Linked DNA regions of Mus musculus: all the other regions are linked to region 6. Evidence: chromatin contacts called from public HiCAR-type, HiChIP or PLAC-seq, Micro-C and promoter capture Hi-C data. All regions are on one chromosome and are shown on one strand. Each heading gives the region's core, a stretch centred on a gene start, on an enhancer-like site or on the middle of the called end of the contact. The rest is flanking DNA. Distances are from core to core; before and after follow the strand shown. Region 1 holds the start of Timm50 (translocase of inner mitochondrial membrane 50). Region 2 holds the start of Sipa1l3 (signal-induced proliferation-associated 1 like 3). Region 3 holds the start of Samd4b (sterile alpha motif domain containing 4B). Region 4 holds the start of Eid2 (EP300 interacting inhibitor of differentiation 2). Region 5 holds the start of Med29 (mediator complex subunit 29). Region 6 holds the start of Actn4 (actinin alpha 4).

Region 1 (2,899 bases), core at 167-2,666, 650 kb after region 6:
ACCAAAACCAAAACCAAAAAAAAAAAACAAAAAACAAAAAAACCCCAAAACCTAATTTTTAAAAAATGAAGATATATTTCATGAATACCTATGTTCCCTCCACACAGTTATATCAATATAAGGCAAACAAGACTTACCATGTCAAGGCAGTGTTTTGACCACGGGCATTTTCACCCAAGTTAATGTGAGGAAAACAGCCTAGTTCAAATGACTCAACTTTGATTCCTTGGACTCTCGGTGGAAGCTGAGAGCCGACTCTTGAAAGTTGTCTTCTGACCACGCCCTGTGGCATGAGGCTGACTGAGCACACTTAAGCAGCACCCCAATCCATTTCATTCCACTCCAGAAATAACAGCTCTGAATTCTGTGTGGCTTTCCTTTGCCCAACTTTGTAGTTTTACTATCTTAGTGCTTTGGATTTTTTTGGGTGGGTGGGTGGGTGTCTTTTTTTGGAGACAGGGTTTCTCTGTGTAGCCCTGGCTGTCCTGGAGCTCACTCTGTAGACCAGGCTGGCCTCGAACTCAGAAATCTGCCTGCCTCTGCCTCCCCAGTGCTGGGAGTAAAGGCATGTGCCACCAATGCCCTGCAGTACTTTGGATTTTTAAAGTTTAAGTGTAAAAATCTGACTTTTTTTTTCCCATTGAAAACAACTTGTGGGGGCTGGAGAGATGGCTCAGCGGTTAAGAGTACTGGCTGTTCTTCCAGAGGGTCTGAGTTCAATCTATAAAGAGATATGATCCCCTCTTCTGGCATGCAATTGTACCTGCAGACAGTGCACTCATACATTTAAAATGAGTGAATGAACGAGTGAATAATAAATGATTAAACAAATAAAGGAATGAATAAACAAACAAATAGAAAACAACTTGGGCAAGACTCATGGTGGCTCCCGCACCCCTAATTCACTGCTTTCTTAATCACTCTAAAGCCTAAACAAGTCAGCACGGAACGTTCCTTTGGTTGAATCCAGATGAGTGGTAGATCCAAATGAGTGGTTGGGCAAAGGAAAGATACTCCAGTCCTTTCTACAAACTCACGGCGTTAGGGGTAAAAAGAGATCTGGAGACGGGAAAGAAGACTGGTTCAGCCTCCTGGTCCACGTGAGAAAAACTGAGGGATGCTGGGTCAGCTCACTTTTTGGGCCTCTGTCCATTTCTAACGATGGGAGGTGAAAGGCAAAGTCCGAGCGACTGGATGGTGGCGGTCCTTAGGGCCCCAGGGGGCGTGGTGCCAGATGACAGTATTCCAATTTCGCGCTCAGCCAGAGGAAAGACCGACTAGGAGCGCACCAAAGGTACTCCGCCCAGTTCTTTTTGTCCCTCTCGGGTTCCTGTCCACACGCACTACCTCAGCGATCCCATTGGTCGTAGTCCTCGCCTGGGCGGGAGAGAGGGAGCGAGTGGGCGGGGCCGCGTGGCGTCAGCGCAAGATGGCGGCCTCGGCGGCTCTGTTCTCGCGCTTGCGGAGCGGGCTCCGGGTAGGCGCGCGGGGGCTGTGCACGCGGCTAGCGCCGCCACCTCCCCGCACTCCCGAGCAGGTGAGCGGCGCCGGGACGCGCGCCCCGATATGGGGCTTCTCTCTAAAGTTTTGGGCGTCTGGTGGCAACCCCGGCGGGTCTGGGAGACCGCACCTCAGGGTGCTGAATGGGACGGAGCCCGCGTTTTCGATGTTTCCATGCTTCCTGTGTGGACCACAGTTGCTCCCCCGGGGCTGGATTATGGAGGCCCGGAGTGCATCCCCTGGAGCCCAGGTCTCAACCACGTGGGTGCCGGGAGAGGTCACCTGTTCTGATCTCGGTGACCATTCAGGTGATACTTGACGGGGGTGGGGCCCAGGGCGCTAGGGACCCAGGGTCTGTCCCAGTGACATTTCAATCGCCTCCTTGAGCGAGAGGAACAGGAAGGATCCAGCCTGCCGTCCGTTCCAGCCTAGCCATTCTGACCTCCAAGTCCATGACTTTCCGTTCCCAAAGTCCCAGACAGGAGATTGCCTCTCCTCGCTCTTGCTTCCTTCCCTTCCAAACCCCTCCATCTTGGGCTCTGGGTATCCGGATATCTTAACTGTTCGTTCTGTCCCTTGGGTGCCCTCTGTCCCTTTAGTTTTGACATCTCTGTGCTAGCGCGCGCGCGCACACACACACACACACACACACACCCATCCCTTATTCTCCTTGCCCTACTCTTCCTGGCTCCAGACCCTGCAGTGCTATTGCTTCCAAGACCTTGAGCAATTTGCCCTTTCAGCTCTTGAACCCCTGTGATTCTCTAGACAGTTTAGTTGTGACTGTCTGAGGGGAGCAGCCTCTGAACTCACCCCTTCAGGGACACAGTTTTCTGCTCTGGATGTCCACTTCCTGGTTCTTGATCTTGAGGCTGCTTGGACAAATTTAAGTATTCTGTTATTTCTCTCTGTGTGACCTCTCCTCCATCCCCCTCCACTCAGGTCACTGAAATTGCCAACCGTGGGGGCTCCAAGGCCCAGGGGCCACAGCACCAGCCAGGCTCCGAGGGTCCCAGCTATGCCAAAAAAATTGCGCTCTGGATCGCCGGTTTGCTCGGAGCTGGTGGGACTGTCAGCATCGTCTATATTTTTGGTGAGAGACATAACCCTTGACTGTTGGCCCCCAGATTTCTACTGTGAACCCCCCCTTTCTTTCCCCATACTCAGTTCATTACCTGGCTCCTCCAACTAGGATACTCACCTTGAAATTCAAGAAGTCCTCTTCGACCCCTTGTACTTAAAAGTTCTATCCTCTAGTTGTTCCCTGTACCTGAATTCAGGAACTAAGGGAATGGTGGGAAGAGTAGGGCTAGACCAGTGTGCTTGGTTTCAGTCCTGGGACAAGGGACTGCGGTTCGTATTGGTGGAGAAATAACCTGTCACCGTGCCTGAAGCTATG
Region 2 (2,700 bases), core at 150-2,649, 540 kb before region 6:
TGGTTCTGGTTTACCGCAGTTTGATAAAGATGATAGTAAGAGTTTTAATTTGGCTCTTCGGGGTTTTTTTTTTTTTTTTTTTTTGTATGTGTGTGTTTGTTTGTTTGCTTGTTTTTTCGAGACAGGGTTTCTCTGTGCAGTCCTGGCTATCCTGGAACTCACTCTGTAGACCAGGCTGGCCTCGAACTCAGAAATCCTCCTGCCTCTGCCTCCCAAGTGCTGGGATTAAAGGTGTGTGCCACCACTGCCCGGCTTCATTTGGCTCTTCTGAGCCAGGGTTTGATGCTGATAGCCAGTCTGGCCTTATTGCAGCAGTTCCTCTTGCCTCAGTCTCCCAAATGCAGGGCGTACAGGCAGGTGCATCACACCTGGGAGTCTGTACTTTGCCATCAGACGTCTGGAGGTTAAGTCTGGAGTTTAGGCTGTAACTGTGAGCCAGGTGTTTTCCATTTTGAAGGCCCAGGTGTGAGCAGCCTGTGATAACACAGCTGAGAGTCATGGAACTGTTTTGGTTGTTCTTTGGGTTTTGTTGTTGTTGTTGTTGTTGTTTTTGTTTTTCTGTTTGTTTTTTTGTTTTGTGACAGCCTCCTGTAGCTCAGGTTGGTCCCTGAACTCACTATGCAGCTTTGAATGACCTTGAAATCCTGTCTGACTTTTCCAATTCGAAGATCATAGTCATAAGCTATTGAGCTCCATCTGTTACTGAGTGTTTGATGGGCCAGAGCCATGACCTCACTGGCTTTCTCTCCCAGGGTGGACACTAGACTCTTCACAAGGGCATATTCGCATAACAGTCAAAAGCTGGACTCTTGAGATATACTGCTTGGGTTGAACCCCCACTTGCTATGTGACCTCCGTCCTGTGACTTCTGTTCAACACTATCTGTAAAATAGGCGTGACCGTAGTTCCGACTTAAAGGCCCTGGAGAGACTGTAGTGTTTAGAGCAGCACCCTCCCAGAGCTGTGCTTCCAAGGCTGGGTGGAAGAGTCTGCCACAAGGTTTAATCATTAAGCCTCCAGCCTCTGCAGCCGGCACTGTCTGCAGAGGTGAGGGGCCCACCTGTGGGTAGGAAGGTTGTGAATGAAGCTGCGGGGCTTAGGGCAGGGATGCTGTGGCGCTGATCCAGCCCTGGCTCAGCACCGAGCAGGTGGCCTGTAACAGGCAGGCTTTGTTACCTCCGAGCTTTCTCCCAAACTCATTCAGACCCAAGACCACGTGTCTGATGAGTAAGGAATCCTGTTATTTCCCTTCCCCAAAGGGAATATTGGCAGAACTGGCTCTTTGGGGATGTGCCTGTGTGCAGAGAGCAGCCATCTCAGGGGAACTCCGGTAAGCTGGCGTGGCCTGAAGGCCACTGAATAAGTCGTTAGAAGCTGGCACTGCTGGTTCCTATTTCCGCATTCCAGACACCCACAGCGCAGGAGGAGGCACCACCCCAGGTCGGCCTAGGGAGCTGGGGCAGGTGGCTCTTGCCTAGGGAAAACCTGGGACAGGAGCCACACCTGGGGCCAACCTAGTAGCCACCTTCCTGGAGTGTGATCACGGCTGTGTTCCGGGACTCCTGGTAGGTGAGCGATGTCTCCTCACTTCGGTAGCACCTTCCAGAGAAAGTTAATAATCTGATTCTTCTTTGAGGGAAAGCTAGCTTCTCTCTCTCTCTCTCTCTCTCTCCCCCTCCCTCGCTCCCTCCCTCCCTCCCTCCCTTCCTCTCTCTCCCTCTCTCTCTCTCTCACCCCCTCTTCTCTTGTGAAGTGTTTACCTATCTGTTCCTAACCTGAAGAAAGGTTGGCCCAGTGTTGAGCAAATGAGAAGATGGAGGCCACGGACTCCCAGGGAAAGAATAGATGACTGTAGCTGAGCCCCTGCTGTCTGCAGACTTTGTTACCAGGGGCTGTGGTGCCCCAGCCCAGTATGTATGCTGTGTGGTCTTGGTAAATCCTGTACCCTCCTGGGCCTCAGTTTCCTCTTTTGGGGGAAACAGGAAGTAGTGGTAGTACCCACTGAGTTGTCATGCCAAGTGCCCCAGCTCCTCTGACCCTGCGCCTGTGGACTGCAGCTCAGGCCCCTTGCTCCCTGCTCTGGCCTCTCCCTGGCTGTGTCCTCTGCCTGTGGATGTAGTTGGGGTGGCATGTCCACCTGCCTTCCCACACTCACGTAGCCGTTCTCAGGACTAGCCTTCCAAAGCCACCCCCTCCTCAAGTCTCTGCTCAGATGTTCCCAACCCAGGGTGCCTTCCTCTCAGTCACCCTGGAGCCACCTCCTTCGCTGGATTTTTCTTCCACCTGCATCTCAACTGTTGGCTTCCTGGGAGCGCAGGCCAGGCCTTGGTCCTTCTAGAACAGTGCCTAGCCTGTAGCGGGGGTGGGGTGGGGTGCAGCTTCAGTTATGACATGAATGAATTTATGCTACTAGATGGCCCATTGGTGGATGGACGGCTAGCTGTTCTCACTTGGGACTGACTAGAGTGCCACCAGCGTTTCCAGGAAGCCATGGCAGTGGTTGGTGTGACCTGTCACCTCTCTCTCTGGTCTCTCTGTGGTCATGCAGCCATTCTTGGGGTCTGTCAGCCTCAAGCTGCTGGCTTCCTGGCCCCCAATCCCTTCAGGCGTCACAGCCTGGAAGCTGACAGTGGCTCATTTGGGCATTTTGGGCACATGGCATGACAGAGAAAGTGTGGTACCAGCGAATTAGAGAATAGT
Region 3 (2,700 bases), core at 132-2,631, 530 kb after region 6:
CTCTAATGATCCTTAAATCCTGGTCTCCAGCCTCAATTTGTGCCCGAGGTGGGGCAATGGTCTTGACCTCAGTGTTGGCTGTCCCACATTGAGCTTCTCCTCTGGGACCCAATCTCCCAGAGGGCTTTGTCCTGGACTTTTCTCTTCCGCCCTGTGGCCAGCCAGTGGCAAAAGGCTAGTTCAATGGGCCACCTGAGTGTCCCGCCTACTTCGCACCTCCTCCCTCCCCAAGGTCCCTTCCAGATGCAACCCCGCCCCAACTCCCCAGGTAGCTCCCTGGGTTCTCTCTTCTGTGTCTCATTCCTTCTCACCCCACTTCCCTATGTAAGCTAGAGGCGTCCCTTCCAAACTCCCAAGTCCCCAAGACCTTACTGGCCCCGTCACTCTAGTCGCTGTGCCTTTAGCACAAGTGCATACTCCCTCCAGTGGCCAAACATCTAGCCGCAGCTCATTTCCTACCACTCCCTGTCGTAAATTCGACACTCCACCCTGACTGTATTTCTTGGAGTTCTCGGAACAAGCCACGTTGCTGTCACCCTTCTGGAGAGCCGGCCCCTTTCCAGTCAGTTCACCCCAGCGCAGGACAGTTTGTGGATGGACTAAGATCACGACAAGAGTGATGGAAGCAATCTCCATTTATTGACAGCCTCTTATGTGTGGGGTCTTATCTCTTTCCACCCTTAAAGGGTCGACCTCGCTCATCTTGAGGTGTCACTTGAGGCGCGGCCGATCGATACCAGGAGCCAGGAGGCAGCATTGTCATCCCAAAGGGCGATGGTACTACCGGACACAAACCCTGGGCGGGGTGTGACCGAGGGGCGGAGAGGAGGGGGTCCTTGAACGCCAGAATGAGGAATTGTGACTGGGTTCGCCGCTACTGAGTTAGACCGGCGCGAGACTGCCCCCTGCGGGTCCGTAGGTCCAATCGCGGGCTTCGCCAGACCGTTGCCCGGGGCAACGCGGCGCGCGCCCCTCCTCTTCCCGGCCCTCTGCTCTCCGCCCGGGGCCTGTCCGTCTGTCCGTCACCTTCTCGTCAGACCAATCGTAGTGAGGAGGGGGCGGGCCTCTCAGGCCTCCTTCCAGCCCTGTCGCTCCCCTCCAGGCCAAGACCCCGCCTTTCTTGCCGCACACCTCCCACCCTTCGGTCTGCCCTCGCCGCCAGTTGGCTGGGCTCACCGTCTGTCAATAGGGTGTGAGCTAATGCTGGCGCACAGTGGCCCTCCGGGGCGGGGCCAGGGGCGGTGACGCACGGCGCGGTGACGCAGCGCGACGGCGGCGGCGGCGGCGGCGGCGGTGGTCGGTGCGGGAGGAGGGAGGGGAGCTCTCGGGCCAGAGAGGGGGCGACGGCGGCGGCGGCGGCGGCGGCAGCGGCGCGGGTGGCGGCGGCTGCCCGAGGAGGTGCGGGTGGCGGCGGCGGCGGCGGAGGCCGAGGCGGTGAGTCTCGGGCAAGGCCGGGCCGGCGGGCGCGGGGCGGCGGCGGTCGAGGCGCGCGGCGCTCCCCTCAGGGCGACCCAGGCCGCGCGGCCGGCCCCGCCCCCTCAGGGACCCCGCGCCGCGGGCTGCGGCGGGCGGCTGACTCGGGCCTCGGGAGGCCGGAGGATCCTGGAGGACCCCTTAGGGTTCCGCACTCAGCCCGTTTCTCCCTACCCGGGCCCCTTCCTCAGTTTCCCTCCCAAACCGTCACGCCCTGGGGCTAGCCGAGGGGCCGGGCCCGGGGACTTCTGTCCTGACTCGGCACACATCTGCCTGGTCCTCCCGCACGACTCCAGCGGCCTCCCCGGAGACCACCCTCAGCTTTCAACTGCCTCCTCTGGGGACGCTCCCTGTGGATCCCCGCCCTTTGGTCCTTGGTTCTCTCCTCACATCTTCCTCCTGAATCGCAACACATTCCTTGGTGGCTACTCGTCATCTGTCTTCACAGCACAGATATTCCAGGCATCTCCCCCAGGAAGAACCTTAAAGCCCCTAAACCGCCCCCAGATACTCTCTGCATCTAACCCCCCCCCCATCTGCATCACATATTCAAGTCATCTCTCCTTCAGACTTCTTCAAATACCCCCAAGAATTTACCCTTCTACCTCTCCCCATTCCAAAAGTCTTAGAGATTTTCACTCTTATCCCCAAATTCTTCAGGATGTCCCTGGTGAACACTACATCATCCTTAAAGAGCTTGCATATCCCAGAACAGTCGTCCTCAGATACTCAGGAAGTGCTCTTAGATGCCAAAACTCACCTAGAGGACCCTCTCCTCTCCTCTCTTTGCTTCCACCTCCTATATACGCCCTGTCCTCTTCTCATATTTCTTAGACCCTTCTATAGATTTCCAAACTCATGTTACACAAATATTCCCCAGCTTGGAATGCTCTAGAGGTAATCTCATGTACCCCAGCCCTTTTCTCCTCAGCCTCTACACCTTCTAATCTTGAAAATCTCCAGAGTTCCTCTCATATTCCCAAAACCTCTTCCAAAGCCTGTCTTCTGTATCCCAAATCCTTTCCAGTAACACACACCACATGTTTTAAGAATAGTGTACGGACTCCAAAAAAGTTTCCTCATAGCCTCTATTCTTCTCAAACTTTTCTTGGATAACCTGAAAATTTGAAACTCCCTTTCTAGCCTTTGGTAAACTTTCTGACACTCTTCCTTACAATACTGAAACACCCCTCTAAGCTACAGCTTTCAGGACCCCCATGCATCACA
Region 4 (2,700 bases), core at 34-2,533, 690 kb after region 6:
TTGGAAACACGATTTATCACATACTATATACAATATTTATGTTGTTCGCCATTCACAATGTCTGAGACACAAAATCCCTCTTACACTATACACGCTTGTTGACGCTGACGTGAAGACTTTGCCTGCTCTGACAAGGTCAAGTTCTCCACAGAAACCTCGTCCTAAAACCAGCTTTCTCTTCGAGTCTTCTTCGTCGTGGGCTCTACTACTGGCAATTTTAAGTCTTTACAGTTTTACAAAACCGTCCTTTACTTATTAACGAAGCCACGAGGATGGACCTTTTCCATAACACAAGAAATTTCAACTGATCATAAACTCAAGAAACGGTAGGAGTCTACGATGCTTTCCCTCCCCACCCCCAATTTTCTGACGCTTTTCCTCCCTCTGAGGAAGCGCTGCCTCTCAAGATCCGTTTGATTTCTTAAAACCAAGTTGCAGGATGGGGTTTCACTTGGATGCGGAGGTCTTGGTGCCGTGCCCTCCCCGCAGTCCGACTCTTCACTCTCTGTGGATGAACTTATCGCAACCCAGTTCTTCTATTAGAGGATTGATCACCTCTGATGCAGTCAGGGCTATGGTAAACGTTAAAATGTCAAAATCCACCCTCTGGGGGTTACGCAGGTACTCTATGTCGAAGGCTGCCTCCCTGGCTCGGCAGGCCTCCACGAAGCGCCGCCGGCGCTCCTCCAGCTCCTGGATCCGGCCGGGGGCGATCGGGTAGTTCTCCAGGTAGTGGCGCAGGAACTGCTGGTAATTGATGCCCAAGACGCTGAGGGGGTGGCGGAAGCGCATGTACGGCATCGCCGCCAGGCCGCCCGCCCTGGACCGGGGCCTGCCCTCCGGAGCCTCCTCCTCCAGCGGATCGCCCAGCAGCCGGGCCACCTCTGCCATCCGGGCTTCCCTGGACGCCGCCGCCGCCGCCGGGCCTTCGCGGGCCGCTGCGCCGCCCCGGGGCGCCGCCCCAGGGCCTCCTCGGGCCGCCGCCGCCCTGCCTTCCCGGGCTGCAGCCACCCGGCCTCCCCTGGCAGCCGCCGCCGGGGCTGCGGGGCCTTCCCGGGCCGCCGCCATTGGGCGTCCCCGGGTCTCCCCAGGTCGCGCCGGACCCGGGAGCGCACGCCGCCCGCCGCCTACCTCGGCCTGCGGGAGCCGGCGGTCGCGGCTCGCTGCTCCCGTCTGCGGGGCGCTGCTGACTGCGGGCAGCTGCGACATGTCGGACCGCGGGGTCAGCACCGCTGCTCGCTGAGACCCGGGAAGAACGGGGCCGTGAGGCGCGGGGCGTGCACGCGAGGGCGCGTCCACGAGCGCAATGCGCACGGGTAGGGGGTCGCGTGTCTCGCCGTCTGCGCAGGCGTAGCTCCAACGGCGAAGCCGAGGAGCAGTGCGCACGCGTGTCCTCCGGGCATTTGCTGGCGAGCCTTGAGATTGCTACCTAGCAGTCAGAAGAGCGGTTGCATCCTTTCTGTTGAAGGGGGGGGGTCTCTTTCACATTTCTACCAATCGGTTTAAGTTTCTAAATTTAATTTTAGTTTTAAAATTAGTCTTTAAAGTTTTCTTGCCGGGCGTGGTGGCGCGCGCCTTTAATCCCAGCACTAGGGAGGCAGAGGCAGGCAGATTTCTGAGTTCAAGGCCAGCCTGGACTACAGAGTGAGTTCCAGGACAGCCAGGACTATACAGAGAAACCCTGTCTCGAAAAAACCAAAAAAAAAAAAAAAAAAAACCAAAAAAAAAAACAAAAACAAAAAAAAGTTTTCTTTATTTGTATGTATTTTATTTTATGGGCATGATGGTTTGCTTCCATGTTTATATGTGTACCACATAATACAATGCCAACAGAAGCCAGAAGAGGGCGCTGGATCCTCTGGAACTGGAGTTACGGAAACCCTGCTGGGTGCTGTGATTAAACCTTTACCAGAGTAGCCAGTGCTCTTAACCTTGCAGCCAGGTCTCTGGTCTCTTGGTTGTGTTTTTGAAACAGTTTCACGAAGCTCAGACTGCTAAGGATGGCCTTGAACTCCTGATCTTCCTGCCTCTGCTTCTTGAGTCTAGGATGATAGGCATGTCTCACTATGCCTCGATAGTTAACTAACCTAGTACAGGTTATTATTAACTATACTAACCTATTAACTCTACTATGATTTATCAATTAAAGGCAAAACATAAATAGATAGACTTACAACTGAACCATAAAGGCCAACAAGATGGCTCAGTGGGTAAAGTCACTTTCCCCAAAATCTGATGACTACTTGTGTTCAATCCCAGAAACCCACATGGTGGAAGGAAAAAAATGACACCCAAAAGTTGTTCTCTGAAGTCTTCGTGCGTGCGAACATGTTGAGAAAAGAACGGGACAGTAAGGGAGAGCAGGCGTGTCCTGTGAGTCGGCTGCTCACAGGGCACTCGAGACCTTTGGTGACTGCTCAACATTTTGATGTATACTAGCAGCCACGTCCTTCCCGTCACTTATGTCATTTAGTCAATTATCTGCTTTCCTTTGTGGATTCTTTTAAATATCACTCTTTCCCCAAGTCAGACCCCGAGTTGTGAACACAACTTTTGGAAAGCGAAGCGGCTCTAGCTGTCCAGAGCTTGGCAAACACGGCTCTGGCAGGCCTTGCCCTTCTCTCCTGTTCCCAATGCTTTGCTAAGAAAACTGTAAGATCACATCCTCCTCCTGAAGCTGGCTATCAAGGTCCAGCTATC
Region 5 (2,893 bases), core at 345-2,844, 570 kb after region 6:
GAGTTCAAATCCCAGCAACCACATCGTTGCTCACAACCATCCATAACAAGATGTGACCCCCTCTTCTGGGGTGTCTGAAAACAGCTACAGTGTACTCACATATAATAAATCTTTAAAAAACAAACGGGCTGGAGAGATGGCTCAGCAGTTAAGGTCCTGAGTTCAAATCCCAGCAACCACATGGTGGCTCACAACCATCTGCAATGAAATCTGATGCCCTCTTCTGGGGTGTCTGAAGACTGCTACAGTGTACTTACATACAAACAAACCCTGCCTCAAGCTGACAAGATACCTCAGCAGGTGAAAGTGCCTGCTGTCCAGCCTAAGGAAATGTCTTTAGACTGCCACTCAGAGCTAAGGTGTGTACAATTTAAACACACACACACACACACACACACACACACACACACAACCCTAGGCCTGTGCTGCTGGGCACATAAGGCTGCAATCCCGGCACCCATGAGACTGGGGCACAAAGACCAGTCTGGGCCACTTTATGAGATTCTCCAAAGCACAAAAAAGGCCCCCTAACCGCCTCCCCTGTTCGTGTTCCACCCCTCCTGGAAAACGGAGCTGGGAGCTTACCTCTCAGGCAAGGTCCGGTGGGAATTGGGCCTGGTTTCGGGGAGAAGAGAGAGAGAGAGAGAGAGAGAGAGAGAGAGAGATGTCAAGAGTTGGCCATGTGAGTGGAAAGGCCGGCCCCCGAATTTCTGAAGGAGTGATGGTGATGATGGTGATAAAGCATGAAGCCAGATGCTCAATCCCCTGAGGAGAGCAATCCAGAAGCTTCACTGAAGGAGACTGAGGTCTGACTCCCTCCCGCAAGGTGCAATTCCGAAATTGAATAGCAGGGGACCAGGAAGCGACCGCAGAGCCCAGGGGGGACCGCCCCTTCATCGGGGGTGAGCGCTGCGCGACCTCGGGGGCCGACCTGAGGGAATCAGTGATGTCGCAAGCAGCCCCCCTCGGCCTAGTCCCCAGCTTGCAGCTCACAAAACAAAATGAAGCGGCAGGTGACAGGAGACCTACCTGTGGCCATCTTCCCTCTGGGCCTGGGTCTGGATGGTGGGCGCCATCGCGACCAGGCGACGGCGGCGCGGTAGGCGTCCTCGCTGGCCGCAGGCGGACGCTGAGTGGCGTACCGACTTTGAGAGACGCCGGATCCAAGGACAGGCTCCCGTAGACGCCGGGCTCCGCGGGGAAAGGGGATGAAGTGGGCCGACGAGAAGGGCTCGGGTGTGACTGAAGTAAGAGCACAGACAGCGTCGGACACAGACTTGCAGCTCCCGCTCCGACTGCTACCAAGACGCAGAAGACTAGACAGGTCGCTCCTGGCCGCAAGGCCTTCAGGGAAATAGAGTTTGGTCAGTCCTTCACAGTGATTGGCGAGCTGTGGGTGAAGGGGCGGAGCCGTGGGGGAACTCCTCTTATGATTGGCGAAAAGATATTCCACTCATGGCCTCGGATTTGGGAGGGCGGAGAAAAATGCATATCCTCTTCTCCCATTGGCTAATCTGTCGGTAAGGCATGGCTAACTAGGAGGTCAGCCAACTGAAAAAGCTGAGGAGCTACCGGAGCAGACGCATTTATGACGCATTTCCGGCGTTCTAGCGGAGGAAAATGGCTGCGCCCCAGCCACAGGCTGCAGCGGTTTCCTCTGCGTCTGGTGTGTCAGGCCCGGGTTCTGCCGGGGGTCCGGGTCCCCAGCAACAGCCACAACCGACCCAGTTGGTGGGTTCTGCCCAGAGCGGGCTCCTGCAGCAGCAGCAGCAGGACTTCGATCCTGTGCAGCGCTACAAGATGCTCATCCCGCAACTGAAGGAGAGTCTCCAGGTGATGGGCCCTGCGCGGGGAGCAAGAGGGGCTGGCTGGCGGGCGGGCGGGCTCCGGGGACGAGCGCCGAGGGGCTGTTTGTTGAAGGAGAGATCGTAGGTCGGGAAGAGAAGACAGACTAGCTGTGTTGTGTTTGTGTCTAACCAAAGTGAAGCTCCGGTCAGCTGTAGTGGTGGCGCGTTCTTAATCCCCGTGCTGGGACAGCAGAGGGGGACGGATCTGAGCTCGAGGCCAGTCTGGTCTATAGAGTTCCAGGCCGACCAGGGTCTACATAGTGAAACCCTGTGGAGAGAAAGGAGATGAGGATGAATGACAATTTTTGTTTGTTTGTTTTTTTTTGTTTTTCGAGACAGGGTTTCTTTGTATAGCCCTGGCTGTCCTGGAACTCACTCTGTAGACCAGGCTGGCCTCGAACTCAGAAATCCGCCTGCCTGTGCCTCCCAAGTGCTGAGATTAAAGGCGTGCGCTACCATGCCCAGCATGAATGACAATTTTAACTGTGTATGGTAGTGCAAGCCTTTAATTCCTGCCTTCTGGAGGCAAAGGAAGGTAAATCTTTTGAGTTCCAAGACAGCCTTGGCTACACAGAGAAACCCTGTCCCAAAAAACTAGATGGAAGTGGGGGAGGCAGGAGGAGAAGAGTAAAAAGAGAAACCGTTCTGGTTAAGTTCCGTGCAGAAGTACGGCCTAAGTGTCATTTCAGTCCATGATGACTAGATAAAGGGTATGTCCAGGAAGCTATTAGTGGTAATTCCAAACGAGAGCAGGTTACTGAAAAATTACAGGGAGATTGGGGGCTAGAGAGTTGCCTCAGCAGTTAAGAGCACTAACTGCTTTTCCTAGTGGTCCTGAGTTCAAATCTCAGCAACCACATGGTGGCTCATAACCATCTGTAATGAGATCTGATGCCCTCTTCTGGTGTGTCTGAAGACAGCTACAGTGTACTCTTATAAGAATAAAGTCCTTTAGAAAGGCCGGGCGCGGTGGTACACGCCTTTAATCCCAGCACCTGGGAGGCAGAGGCAGGCGGATTTCTGAGTTTGAGGTGAGTTCCAGGACA
Region 6 (2,700 bases), core at 17-2,516:
TTATCAGATGGCCTTCAATGAGGCACTATTATTATTCCGTGTGTGTTTCTTTTCTCCTCTACCTACCCCCACTTCCCCCTCTGAGACTGGGTTTTTCTGGCTATCCTAGAACTCACTCTGTCTATCAGGCTGGCCTCAAACTCAGTGCTCTGCCTGCTTTTGCCTCCTGAGTGCTGGGATTAATACACCACCATGCCTGGTTTCCATAATTCTTATTGTTGCCCATCTCTCCTACAAAGTTAGTCGTTTGATAACTGACCTGGCTTACCATGCTGTCCGTAGTTGGAAAGTGGCTGCATGTAGTAGGTGCATAGTATTTGCTGCGAGAATGAAGATAGACAAGTCCAAAAGGACCCCTTGCCTTCCCTGCTAACTAGCTATCCCAGTCCAATCTAACTCGACGTATCTTTGAAAGAGTTTCTTTAAATATCTACCTTTTCCCTTTTCCCAGAAGACTTTACAAATCCAGCCCATTCTAGAGTTTCTTTTCTTTTCTTTTTTTAAGACAGGGTCCTCATGTAGCCCACACTAGATTCAAACTCGCTGTGTACTAAGTAAGTCTGGCCTTGAACCCTCCTGTCCACACCTCCAGTTGGGATCTAAGGTATGTGTCACCATGCCCAGTTATTTGTTTGCTTGTTTGTTTCGAGACAGGGTTTCTCTGTGGAGCCCTGGCTGTCTTGGAACTCACTCTGTAGACCAGGCTGGCCTCGAACTCAGAAATCCACCTGCTTCTGCCTCTAAGTGCTGGGATGAAAGGCGTGCGCCAACACTGTCCGGCCCACCATGCCCAGTTTTAAGCTCGATTATTTATTTAATTTAAGACTGGTCTTCCTGTGTAACCCAAGCTCCAACATGTTATCTGTCGTTCAGTCTCTGCGGCCTGAGAACAGAGATCCCACGTTCCATCGTGCAAGGTTTATAGTATATAGTTTCGAAAGGGTGGGGACTTTTCCTGACTTCTTTAATGCCAAGGCAGAAAACACGGTCTCACACATAGCAGGCAGCCAAATAAATCTTGATTATGTCTGAATGGCTGAATGGGAACACATTCCACCCCGAAACAGGTTAAAGCCGGATGAGGAGCCCCGCCTTATGAATCATTCATGACTTGGGCCCCGCCCACACGGGGTGACGCGCGCGTTCCCGCTAGAAGCGCCTGGGCTCCCACGCTGGGCGGGCAGCCGGAGGTGCGTTCTGCGCCGGCGCCGAGAGCCCGGGGCCTCCTCAGGTGCGCGCGCGCGGGAGGGCGGCGGCGGCAGCGCAGTGCGCAGGCGCGGCAAGTGAACTGCGCAGGCGTCAGTCTTGGGCGGGCTGAAAGCAGCTGAAGCGGCGGCCGAGTCGGAGCCTCCGGCACAGGGGCGGGAGCTGAGGCGGTAGCGGACCGGCTGGCGGGCTAGCGAAAGGCGGCGGAATGGTGGACTACCACGCAGCGAACCAGGCGTACCAGTACGGCCCGAACAGCGGCGGCGGCAATGGCGCGGGTGGCGGCGGAAGCATGGGCGACTACATGGCCCAGGAGGATGACTGGGACCGGGACCTGCTGTTGGACCCGGCCTGGGAGAAGCAGCAGCGCAAGGTGCGCGGCCCGTGACCCGGGCTGGGTGGCGTCCTGCGCGTGGCGGGGAGGCCTGGAGGAGGGTCCTGGGAGACAATTGGCGGGTTCGGGAACGGGTTTGCAGTCCCGGAGAGGGATTACAGAGCTTAAGGAAGCAATTGGGAATCTGGAGGGGGAGGGGGGAAGTGGCGGCCAGGTAGGAGACACGGGGAACTGGGACAAACGAGATGATGATTCGGGAGGTTGCAATGGAACTAGGTTTTAAGGCGAGATTGTTGGATCAGAGGAAGCATTGATGGGGCCCAGGCAAGCAATGGGGTCCAGGAAGGGAATTGGTGAGCCTGGATAGTATTTGGTTTGGGAATCCTAGTATGGAGGAGATAGTCTGGAGTGCAGAGAGTCTGAAGAAGAGATTGGAATTGCAGGAAGCCTTAGTGTGTGTGTGTGTGTGTGTGTGTGTGTGTTGGGGGGTGGTTCTAGAAGAGATGAAGAATCAGGAAAGGTAAAAAGGGGGCACTAAGGAGAGGATTGTGGAATCCTGAGACAGGGAGGGGGGCCTGCATGGGCTAGGGTGTGTGGTGAGTAGGTGTTAAGATGGTCTGATGGGACTAGGGGTCTGAGAAGGTAGGTGTTCAGGACAGAAGTTAGGGGCCTAGGAACAAAAAAGATGTTTGTGTGAGGAGGGTGAGATTTATTGAGGGCGCCTTGCTGTAAAAAGAAAAGGATAGGGGCGTAATTAGAATTGATGGGGAGACCCAAAAGAGTGTGGGTGCTTTGAAGAAGGGAGAGGTAGTGAAACAGTTAAGGTTCCAGGTTCACGGGGAAATAGTTCAACAGTGAGAATAGTGGAAGACAGTAGGAGCAGGGATGGAGGATAATGGGAGGGGGTTAGTTTGGGAAAATGGAAGTCTGATTAGGAATGCCTGATTAAAAGACTTGGGGGTTCATTGAGTGAGGAAGAAATGAGTGTTCTGGGAGAGTAGTGTCTTTTGATGGGGAGGGTAGGTGAAGGGGTATTAAAATAGTATTTCCTGATGGTATTTAGGAGTGTGGGGGCGATGCTAAAGGGAAGCCACAGTATGGAGTGGAGGTCAGAGTAGGAGGCCAGGAGTGGAGATGTGTTGGGTGGTTGAGAGGGAAGC

The links. Promoter capture Hi-C pulls out the DNA fragments that hold promoters and counts their contacts. Hi-C and Micro-C count contacts between places; a contact is called where the count stands out from the background. HiCAR-type assays count read pairs that join an accessible place to other places. HiChIP or PLAC-seq counts read pairs in DNA pulled down with a chosen protein or histone mark.
Region 1: a promoter capture Hi-C map of pre-B cells shows a contact between it and region 6, with 2.0 times the contacts expected there. The contact joins the promoter of Timm50 here to the promoter of Actn4 in region 6. A contact is called at or near these places in 1 of 39 promoter capture datasets (pre-B cells), 3 of 115 datasets of contacts at active chromatin or transcription factors (bone marrow-derived macrophages, pancreatic cancer cells and pro-B cells) and 1 of 9 other capture datasets (liver).
Region 2: an H3K27ac HiChIP or PLAC-seq map of the NIH/3T3 cell line shows a contact between it and region 6, with 4 times the contacts expected there. The contact joins the promoter of Sipa1l3 here to the promoter of Actn4 in region 6. A contact is called at or near these places in 2 of 39 promoter capture datasets (the HPC-7 cell line and pre-B cells), 1 of 484 Hi-C or Micro-C datasets (cortical neurons) and 6 of 115 datasets of contacts at active chromatin or transcription factors (the NIH/3T3 cell line, astrocytes, extraembryonic endoderm stem cells and 3 more).
Region 3: a Micro-C map of embryonic stem cells shows a contact between it and region 6, with 5 times the contacts expected there. The contact joins the promoter of Samd4b here to the promoter of Actn4 in region 6. A contact is called at or near these places in 5 of 39 promoter capture datasets (3T3-L1-derived adipocytes, cranial neural crest, erythroid cells and 2 more), 3 of 484 Hi-C or Micro-C datasets (CD4 T cells, cortical neurons and embryonic stem cells), 4 of 115 datasets of contacts at active chromatin or transcription factors (bone marrow-derived macrophages, differentiating embryonic stem cells, large pre-B cells and 1 more) and 2 of 9 other capture datasets (adipose tissue and liver).
Region 4: a FOXA1 HiChIP or PLAC-seq map of pancreatic cancer cells shows a contact between it and region 6. The contact joins the promoter of Eid2 here to the promoter of Actn4 in region 6. A contact is called at or near these places in 2 of 39 promoter capture datasets (erythroid cells and pre-B cells), 1 of 115 datasets of contacts at active chromatin or transcription factors (pancreatic cancer cells) and 1 of 9 other capture datasets (adipose tissue).
Region 5: a HiCAR-type map of astrocytes shows a contact between it and region 6, with 2.4 times the contacts expected there. The contact joins the promoter of Med29 here to the promoter of Actn4 in region 6. A contact is called at or near these places in 1 of 39 promoter capture datasets (liver), 2 of 484 Hi-C or Micro-C datasets (cardiomyocytes and embryonic stem cells), 4 of 115 datasets of contacts at active chromatin or transcription factors (astrocytes, bone marrow-derived macrophages, effector CD8 T cells and 1 more) and 2 of 9 other capture datasets (adipose tissue and liver).

Annotation. Positions count from the first base shown.
Region 1 is chr7:28,310,563-28,313,461 of GRCm38.p6, reverse strand. Timm50 (translocase of inner mitochondrial membrane 50) reads left to right here and starts at 1,416. Exons shown (of 11, transcript NM_025616.3): 1 at 1,416-1,537; 2 at 2,443-2,593. The coding sequence starts at 1,430. It overlaps Gm51445 (a long non-coding RNA gene), which reads right to left. Exons shown (of 3, transcript XR_003946618.1): 1 at 2,702-2,899; 2 at 2,314-2,372; 3 at 689-1,377.
Region 2 is chr7:29,504,159-29,506,858 of GRCm38.p6, reverse strand. It overlaps Sipa1l3 (signal-induced proliferation-associated 1 like 3), which reads left to right and starts at 1,399. Exons shown (of 23, transcript NM_001081028.1): 1 at 1,399-1,565.
Region 3 is chr7:28,434,872-28,437,571 of GRCm38.p6, reverse strand. It overlaps Samd4b (sterile alpha motif domain containing 4B), which reads left to right and starts at 1,381. Exons shown (of 13, transcript NM_175021.3): 1 at 1,381-1,434. It also overlaps a transcript of Gmfg not described here.
Region 4 is chr7:28,266,464-28,269,163 of GRCm38.p6, reverse strand. It overlaps Eid2 (EP300 interacting inhibitor of differentiation 2), which reads right to left and starts at 1,283. Exons shown (of 1, transcript NM_198425.2): 1 at 1-1,283. The coding sequence starts at 1,209. The coding sequence ends at 499.
Region 5 is chr7:28,391,391-28,394,283 of GRCm38.p6, reverse strand. It overlaps Med29 (mediator complex subunit 29), which reads left to right and starts at 1,594. Exons shown (of 4, transcript NM_026042.3): 1 at 1,594-1,833. The coding sequence starts at 1,621. It overlaps Paf1 (Paf1, RNA polymerase II complex component), which reads right to left and starts at 1,288. Exons shown (of 14, transcript NM_019458.3): 1 at 1,030-1,288; 2 at 586-615. The coding sequence starts at 1,076.
Region 6 is chr7:28,960,898-28,963,597 of GRCm38.p6, reverse strand. Actn4 (actinin alpha 4) reads left to right here and starts at 1,266. Exons shown (of 21, transcript NM_021895.3): 1 at 1,266-1,579. The coding sequence starts at 1,415.